Linked DNA regions of Oryctolagus cuniculus: region 1 is linked to region 2. The links are chromatin contacts, called in public Hi-C maps. All regions are on one chromosome and are shown on one strand. The core of a region is the stretch at or near the end of the contact, and the rest is flanking DNA. Distances in the headings are between cores, read along the strand shown. Region 1 overlaps TCF12 (transcription factor 12). Region 2 has its middle 100 kb from the start of ZNF280D.

The links. Hi-C and Micro-C count contacts between places; a contact is called where the count stands out from the background.
Region 1: a contact with region 2 is called in a Hi-C map of embryonic fibroblasts, with 2.8 times the contacts expected there. The contact joins two enhancer-like sites. A contact is called at or near these places in 3 of 6 Hi-C or Micro-C datasets (embryonic fibroblasts, psoas muscle and skin fibroblasts).

The regions. Positions count from the first base shown.
Region 1 is chr12:79,925,532-79,929,076 of mOryCun1.1, forward strand. All of the region lies in intron 6 of TCF12 (transcription factor 12), which reads left to right. Among named protein-coding and RNA genes, the nearest start is that of TCF12, 240 kb to the left of the region's middle. Within about 2 kb of position 1,555, at least 1 of the 8 cell types and tissues checked has an H3K27ac peak or open chromatin away from gene starts, as enhancers often do.
Region 2 is chr12:79,574,620-79,578,344 of mOryCun1.1, forward strand. No RefSeq gene overlaps it. Among named protein-coding and RNA genes, the nearest start is that of ZNF280D, 100 kb to the left of the region's middle. Within about 2 kb of position 1,507, at least 2 of the 8 cell types and tissues checked have an H3K27ac peak or open chromatin away from gene starts, as enhancers often do.

The sequences.
Region 1 (3,545 bases), core at 305-2,804, 350 kb after region 2:
CACGTCTCTCAGGATGGTTGCAGGGACCCAACCATTTGAGCCATTACCTGCTCCCTCCCAGGGTGTGCAGGAAGCTGAAATAAGGGAGTAAAACCAGGATTCAAATCCTACGTACACCATATGGTATACAGGCATCCAAAGCAGCATTTTAACCGCTAGTATGGAATCACAGAATGGAAGAAAAGGTGGAGGAGTCATTAAAGCAAAGTTACTAACCTACTTTGAGTTGTATATTCAGGGATGCCTTCTGAAAGCTGTTTCTCCTTCTTTTCCTCACTTGAAATCTACCTGTCTAAAAATCTCCCTCCCGTGCCCCAATGATCAGTCTTCTCTCTCTATGCTCTGCTTTGTTCTTGCTGTTTGCAGTTGGAGATAGGAAGGCATTGAGATTAGAAGAGTACTTTCCAAACTTTAATGCTCTTAAGAACTGTCCAGGGATCTTGCTAAAATGCAAATTCTGAGTTAGATCTGAGATTCTGATTTTCCATGAATTTCATGGCTATGTCTCTGATCTGAGTCTTACTCTTTGACACATTAATTATGTTCTATAATTTGCATTTCTAACACTCTTTGTAATTATTGAATTACTCATTGTTTCAAATATTTTATGATTTCATATTTATATCCTCCCATTTGGACAAACTGTTTTCCATGTGACTAAAGCTTGAAACTCATTAACTGCCCCTAAATTATAATGAGGGTAATCGATACTTGCATAAAGTGGTTACAAAGGAGAGCCAACACTGAAGAAAAGTGCAGCTACACTGGCAAGGTTTTCTTTCATGCTTAGACTTTTATCAACATCTCTTCTGAAGAGTAAATTAAATGGGAAAGTTAAAAGTAATTACTGAGTGTATGCAAATTCATTATTTTCTTCATGCTGCAGAGTAGTCATATTAAAATCATTGATAGTTAATATCCAATATATTTATATTGTAGGATTTTTGTCTTAAGAAAGCTGCTAGTTATTAAGTTCTGTTTATTTCTAAGATACAAAAATTATTCAGATCCATACCATGAGTAACAGTGGGGAAGAAAATCCATACCATGGAATTCTAAGGAAATGAGTGTTAGAGGACAGAAATACCAAGACACAAGGGGGCACTGTCTTCCCATAATCTGATTGAACTTAACTTTTTTACTTTTTTTTTTATTTACTGTGGATATTATTATTCTCCAAAAACCAGTCCTCTGTAATCATAAAATCTGAAATATTAAGTGTCCATCTAAACTGTGGTACTTAAATCCACTAAGCTTTCATAGTTAAATCAAATGTGCTGCTAGTAAAATTCGGGAACTTGACATTATATTTGGCTTGAGTTTGGGAAGAGTAGATGATTTGAAGATTGGAGATGGCTAACACACGTAATTGCTAATGTTTAGGTCTGTGGTAGGGGAAAATCACTGTAAAAACAATTCATTTGCTTTGGAGAAATATAGTGCCTCTGTTCTGCAGAAAAGAGTTGGGATAAAGATTGAACTGTTATAAGCTGCAGCTGCATTTGCCATCAGATACCAAGTCGGTGCTGATGAATGTTTTGTTTTTATTGTCATGGAAACTTGGAGCTGGAGAATGGATATTCTATTCATCTGGGAAAATAGCAGTTCCTTGCATAAAACATAAGGGCCTTCCAAAGCAGTTCCTAAAATAGATATTAGCTCAATGTAATCCAGAAAGTTGAGGAAGTAACAGTGGAATAAATGCCATTGTTTATGGATCACTTCTTCTATTCTTAATACTAACAATATAACTGTATTCAATTATTAAGCTTATTACTTTTTGCTACAAAGTTGTATTCCAATGAGCATGGTATTTGTTTACCATCAATATAATAGTTTTTCAGTCCTGTAGGAGCACTCTTTATACTTACTCCTTGATCCTAAGAAATTTACTGAGAATGCTAAACCTATATACTATTAAACAATTGCTTCTAATACCCAAGTATTTTTTTCATGCTACTTATATGCTGAAATTCTCTATTCAAGTATTTTAAAGCATTATATTGACTTTTTAAAAAAGCTTTACACAAAATAAACTCTTACAGAAACACAAAGGGAGATAACTGGAGAAAAAAAGAAAACATAAAATGTTTTAAAACTATATAGGATGTCATAAATACTTGTACATATTTTATAAAGTTGTCAATAGAAACAATCACAGAAATAGCAAATACAAAGGCATTTTGTTACAGTTAGCAAATGTAATAATAGCAAAGCAAAAATATGGGACATGACAGTGAAGTATGGGTAAATAAAGTTATAATACAAAGTAAAGTATATTCCTAACAGGTTTGTTCAATGTAAAGAAAGAACTGCCTTTTCAAAGTTGAAGGAGAAACACTTTTATGAGCTTAGAAATATGTCCTTAAGGAAATATTAAAATCTGATGTTTTGGGTTTCCAAGACTGATAGTTTCAGTTTGGGGACTTAGGGAAAACTAATGTTGTAAAGAAATTTTGTAGAATTGATGCTTATTCTTAAAAAAGGGTAATGTAAACAGTGGTGATGAAATATCTATGCTTGCAAGTTGAAATTGCTTGACAGTGTTCATTTGAATAACTTTGAATGTAGTCCAGTATAATTACTTTTAAAATTAAATATCATTTGCACTATTCTGGACAAAACTGTTCTGAGTTTTGTGAGTTTTACCAAAGATTACCAGCACCAGTAGTCTATCTCTGCAATGGAAATAAGACCCACAGAAATTTTTTTATATCACAGAAGGCAGGGTTAGAATGGGCTAATTTAGGTAGAACAGAGATAGTTTCTGTAAGAAAATCACACTTGAGCAGAGACCTGAATGCTCTGGTAGAACAGTGCATGCAGAAGGACTTGTAGATTCTGTACCTTTTAGTGAGAGTGAACTTGGAAAGTTCAAGGAAGACAGCAAAATACAAGTTTATAAAGAATATCCAAGGGGCTGGTGCTGTGGCCTAGTGGGTAAAGACACTGCCTGCAGTGCTGGCATCCCATATAGGCATTAGTTCGAGTGCTGGCTGCTCCACTTCTGATCCAGCTCTCTGCTATGGCATGGGAAATCAGTGGAAGATGGTCCAAGTCCTTGGGCCCCTGCACCCACGTAGGAAGCCTGGAAGAAGCTCCTTGCCTCTGACGGGCGCAGTTCCGGCCATTGGCTGCTATTTGGAGAGTGAAGCAGCAGTTGGAAGACCTCTCTTTCTCTCTGCCTCTAACTCTGCCGTTCAAATAAATAAATATTAAAATAAAAAACAAGAATATCCAAAACTATACAGTATTCATGTGGGCCTGAGAACATTATTATTAACTAAAACATGACCAGTATTCTCATGAAATGAGTTTGGGAGCAGAGTCTCATCTTCGTTAAGTTGCCAGGATGACAGGAATCCCTCAGAGAAGGAATAGGATTGCCTTAAAATTAATCTTTAAATAAAAGTTTTGGTGTTATTCAGCATAATTTTGCAAAATATTTTTGGCATTACAGGTTTTTATTATTGTGTATAGGCTGATAAAGATAAGAAAATCAGAAAAAATATCTGTCAAAATAAAAATAAATTTGAACTAACTTA
Region 2 (3,725 bases), core at 257-2,756:
GGCGGAGGTTTGATTTTCTGGTCCCTGGGCTGGTGACCTATGAAGTATGGTTTTTTTCTGGTCTGGCCTTTTGACACAAAGTCATTATCTCTGGAATTTGTTGTTCTGGTCATCTGAAAATTTCTTACTCAGCTACATCTTTGTTTTGACCAGAACCCTCTGATATACCCTGTGCTCTCAAAATCTCTGTGTCTCATCAGAACATGTGAGACTTGCTAGAACTCCTATACAACACCAAGGTCACAGGACCCAGGAGTGATGGCTCAAGTTCATCCATCAACCTTCCTCCCACCTCCACCTCCTCACCACCACTCCTTGCCAGGACTCTGGCCTCTGACCTTCATGCCTCCTGTTTACCTTCCTTATTTCTTTGGTAATCCCTGGAACTGGAAAGAGCAGTCTTTAGACGAGTCATTCATCCATGTAATCTCTCCCTTGTAGGCTAGCACCACAAGCCTCATGACCTAGCTTTCATGAATGGAAAGGATATTTTCTCTACACTTAAGAAAAAATACTATGATTCGAGTCCTCCCTCTACCCCTATTAGGTTGATGTGCCTTAAATCTGAATTTAGAAAATCCTTTCTCTATAAAACATAGCTGCTTTGCTGTGGAACAAGTGAAAAAATGTAATCAAAGCACAAAGATCAGAAATTACTTTGTTGTTCTAGAGCTATGCTGTCAGACATGGTAGCTACTAGCCCCATGTAGTTATTTAACCATAACCTTAAAATAATTAAAATAAATTAAAAATTAATATTAGCCACAAAACAAGTTTTCAGTAGCTGTCAGTAGTGGCTGCCATGTTGCACAACAAAGGTGTAGAACATTAATGTCATCACAAAAATTTACATTGAGCAACTATTCTAGAGGATGTCTACCCTTCTCTCTTTTTCTTGAAGCACCAAAAAAGTTTATTTAGAGGGTTGGGAAGCTTTCCATAAGAATACGTTCTTCAGGATGTGGTACTGCATCTGAAAATATATTTTTAAACAATTACTCGATGTTGTGGTTGTTCTGGACTCCCAAGAAGCCAGATTAGTCAATAAGCCTCACCCACTTCCCCAAATGCCAGTGATGTTCTCTATTTCTCCTAAGGAGAAGCTACAGAATTTATGGAGAACAGTGCAAAATTTTATTCAAAAAGTATTTAAAATTTCAAGACAGCAATAGCATAGCATGAATCAAGTACAGGATCTTCTGAGTGCAGGTCCCAATGTGACTGCATACATCTCACACCTATATAACTGGCCTTGTTGTAAGATAATCACACCCAAAAGAGAAATCAAGTCAGCTCTGCGGGCTTAGTGGGGAATTTACTCAGGAGCAGCAATGCCAGAGCCCACAGCTGCACTAGTGCTGGCCAAGCTCAGATGTTAACTCAGACAGCTGCCCAAGGAATGCCTGTGGCTAGAGGGAGCTGCCTCGCCAAAAAGCAGCAACAGGGAATAAGGGCCCCAACATGATGTATTGGAAAGCCTACAGCTGGAAGGTCTGGGCATGTCCGCCGCTTCCAGTTGCGTATGTCTCCATCAGAGCCAGAGGGATGTCCTGCCAGAAAGGCTGAGACCTGTCATGGCTTTCATTTTAGAAACTGTTGGGGGACAGGGAAAGGCAACACATCCAGGAGTTTCAGCCAGGGGAATCTCGTCCAGCTTCTTACCTGGACTCCGGACACGAGTGAAGCAGGTTGTCCAGGAGCCTGCACACAGGGGAGGGCTTAACTGCCTCCATCAGGGAGACAAGGGAGTTTGAGGAAAGGCTAGAACAACAGGCACTCAGCACTTCAGAATGAATCATCAATTCAGAGGAGCAACGCGGAGAAAAAGAACCTGTTTGTAAGGCAACTAAACAAAAACTTAGGAGACCAGACAAAAACAGAAAGATCTGAGGTGGAAGGTGAGACTTGGAACTTGTAAACATTCTGTAAGATAAGTAAATTAACGCCCACCGCTTTTTAGAATGTAGCAGATTGGTACTTACACACAGAAATGCTGGTAAAATACAATAAAATTATTTTTAAATGAATAACTGAGTACAAAAGAAAGAAAGATAGGGGCCGGCGCTATATTGCATCAGGTTAAAGCCCCTGCCAGCAGTGCCGGCATCCTGTATGGGCCCCAGTTCAAGTCTCGGCTGTTGCTCTTCTGATCCAGCTCTCTGCTATGGCCTGGGAAAGCAGTGGAAGATGGCCCAAGTGCTTGGGCACCTGCACCCATGTGTGAGACCTGGAAGAAGCTCCTGACTTCGGATAGGCGCAGCTCCAGGCATTTTGGTCAATTGGGCAGTTAACCAGCAAATGGAAGTCTCCCTCTCCCTCTCCCTCTCCCTCTCCCTCTCCCTCTCCCTCTCCCTCTCCCTCTCCCTCTCTCTGCCTCTCCTTCTCTCTCCCTCTCCTTCTCTCTGTGTGTAACTTGGACTTTCTAATAAATAAATTTTTAAAAACAAAACAAAAGAAAGATAGTCCGGGGCAATTGTTGCCCACATCTCATATCGAAGTACCTGGGTTTGAGCCCTGGCTACATTCTTGAATCCAGCTTCCTGCTAATGCACACCCTGGGAGTTAGCAGATGATAGTTCAAGTACTCGGGACCCTGACACCCATATCCGAGACCTGGATTAAATTCTTGGCTCCCAGCTTCAGCTTGGCCCAGCACTGGCTATTGCAGGTACTTGGGGGAGTAAACCAGTGCTCTTTCTTTGTGTATCTTTCTCTGTGTGTGTGTGTCAAATAAATAAATGATTTTTAAAGGGTTTTAGAATAAAGAGAGAAAATAAAGCCACAGTGGATTTAGTCTGAGTTGACCCCCTGATTCATCTAATGATCAAAGTGGTTTTTGTTCAAGGTTTTCTTCAGGAGTCCTTGTCTATGGCAATGATCCCTGACTTTGGGCAAATACAGTCTGGCCCTGAACCCAGCCCAGGCCCCGGCCACCTTCGGTTGTTCACATTCAGACATTGCATAAGGAAACTCCCTGAGCTTCCTGAGTTACAGATTTTGGGATCTAAGGGATGTCTTGGGAGGAGAACATTTGAAGAGGTACCTCTGTATAAAAATAAAAGTAGACAAATTCAATCCCCCAATGTGAGAGTTTTTTTAAGTTTATTTATTTATTTATTTGAAAGGAAGAGACAGAGATGGAGACAGACAGAAAGGTCTTTCACCCACAGGTTCACTCTCCTAATACTCACAAAAGCTGGAGGTGGGCCAGGTGGAAGCCAGGAGCCAGAAACTCCATCCAGGTCACCCACATGAGTGACAAAGACCCAAGAACTTGAATTTTCATCTGCTGCCTTCCAGGGTGTACAATAGTAGGGAGCTGGATCAGAAGCAGAGGCAGGACTTGATCTCTGGCATTTTTTTTTTAAGATTTTATTTATTTATTTGAGAGGTAGAATTATAGACAGAGAGAGGGAAAGACAGAGAAAAAGGTCTTACATCCTCTAGTTAACTCCCCAAATGGCCGCAATGGCCAGAGCAGGGCCCATCTGAAGCCAGGAACTGGGAGATTCTTCCAGGTCTCCCACGTGGGTGCAGGGGCCCAAACACTTGGGCCATATTCTACTGCTTTCTGAATCAAAAGAGAAACAACCAGGACACAAATCAGCACCCATATGGAAGGCTGGCACCACAGGTAGAGGCTTAATCTGCTCTGCCATAGGCCAGCCCCGGATGCCTGGCACTTTGATAAGCTACGCAGGTGTCTTCCTAAGTGGCAGCTTCAC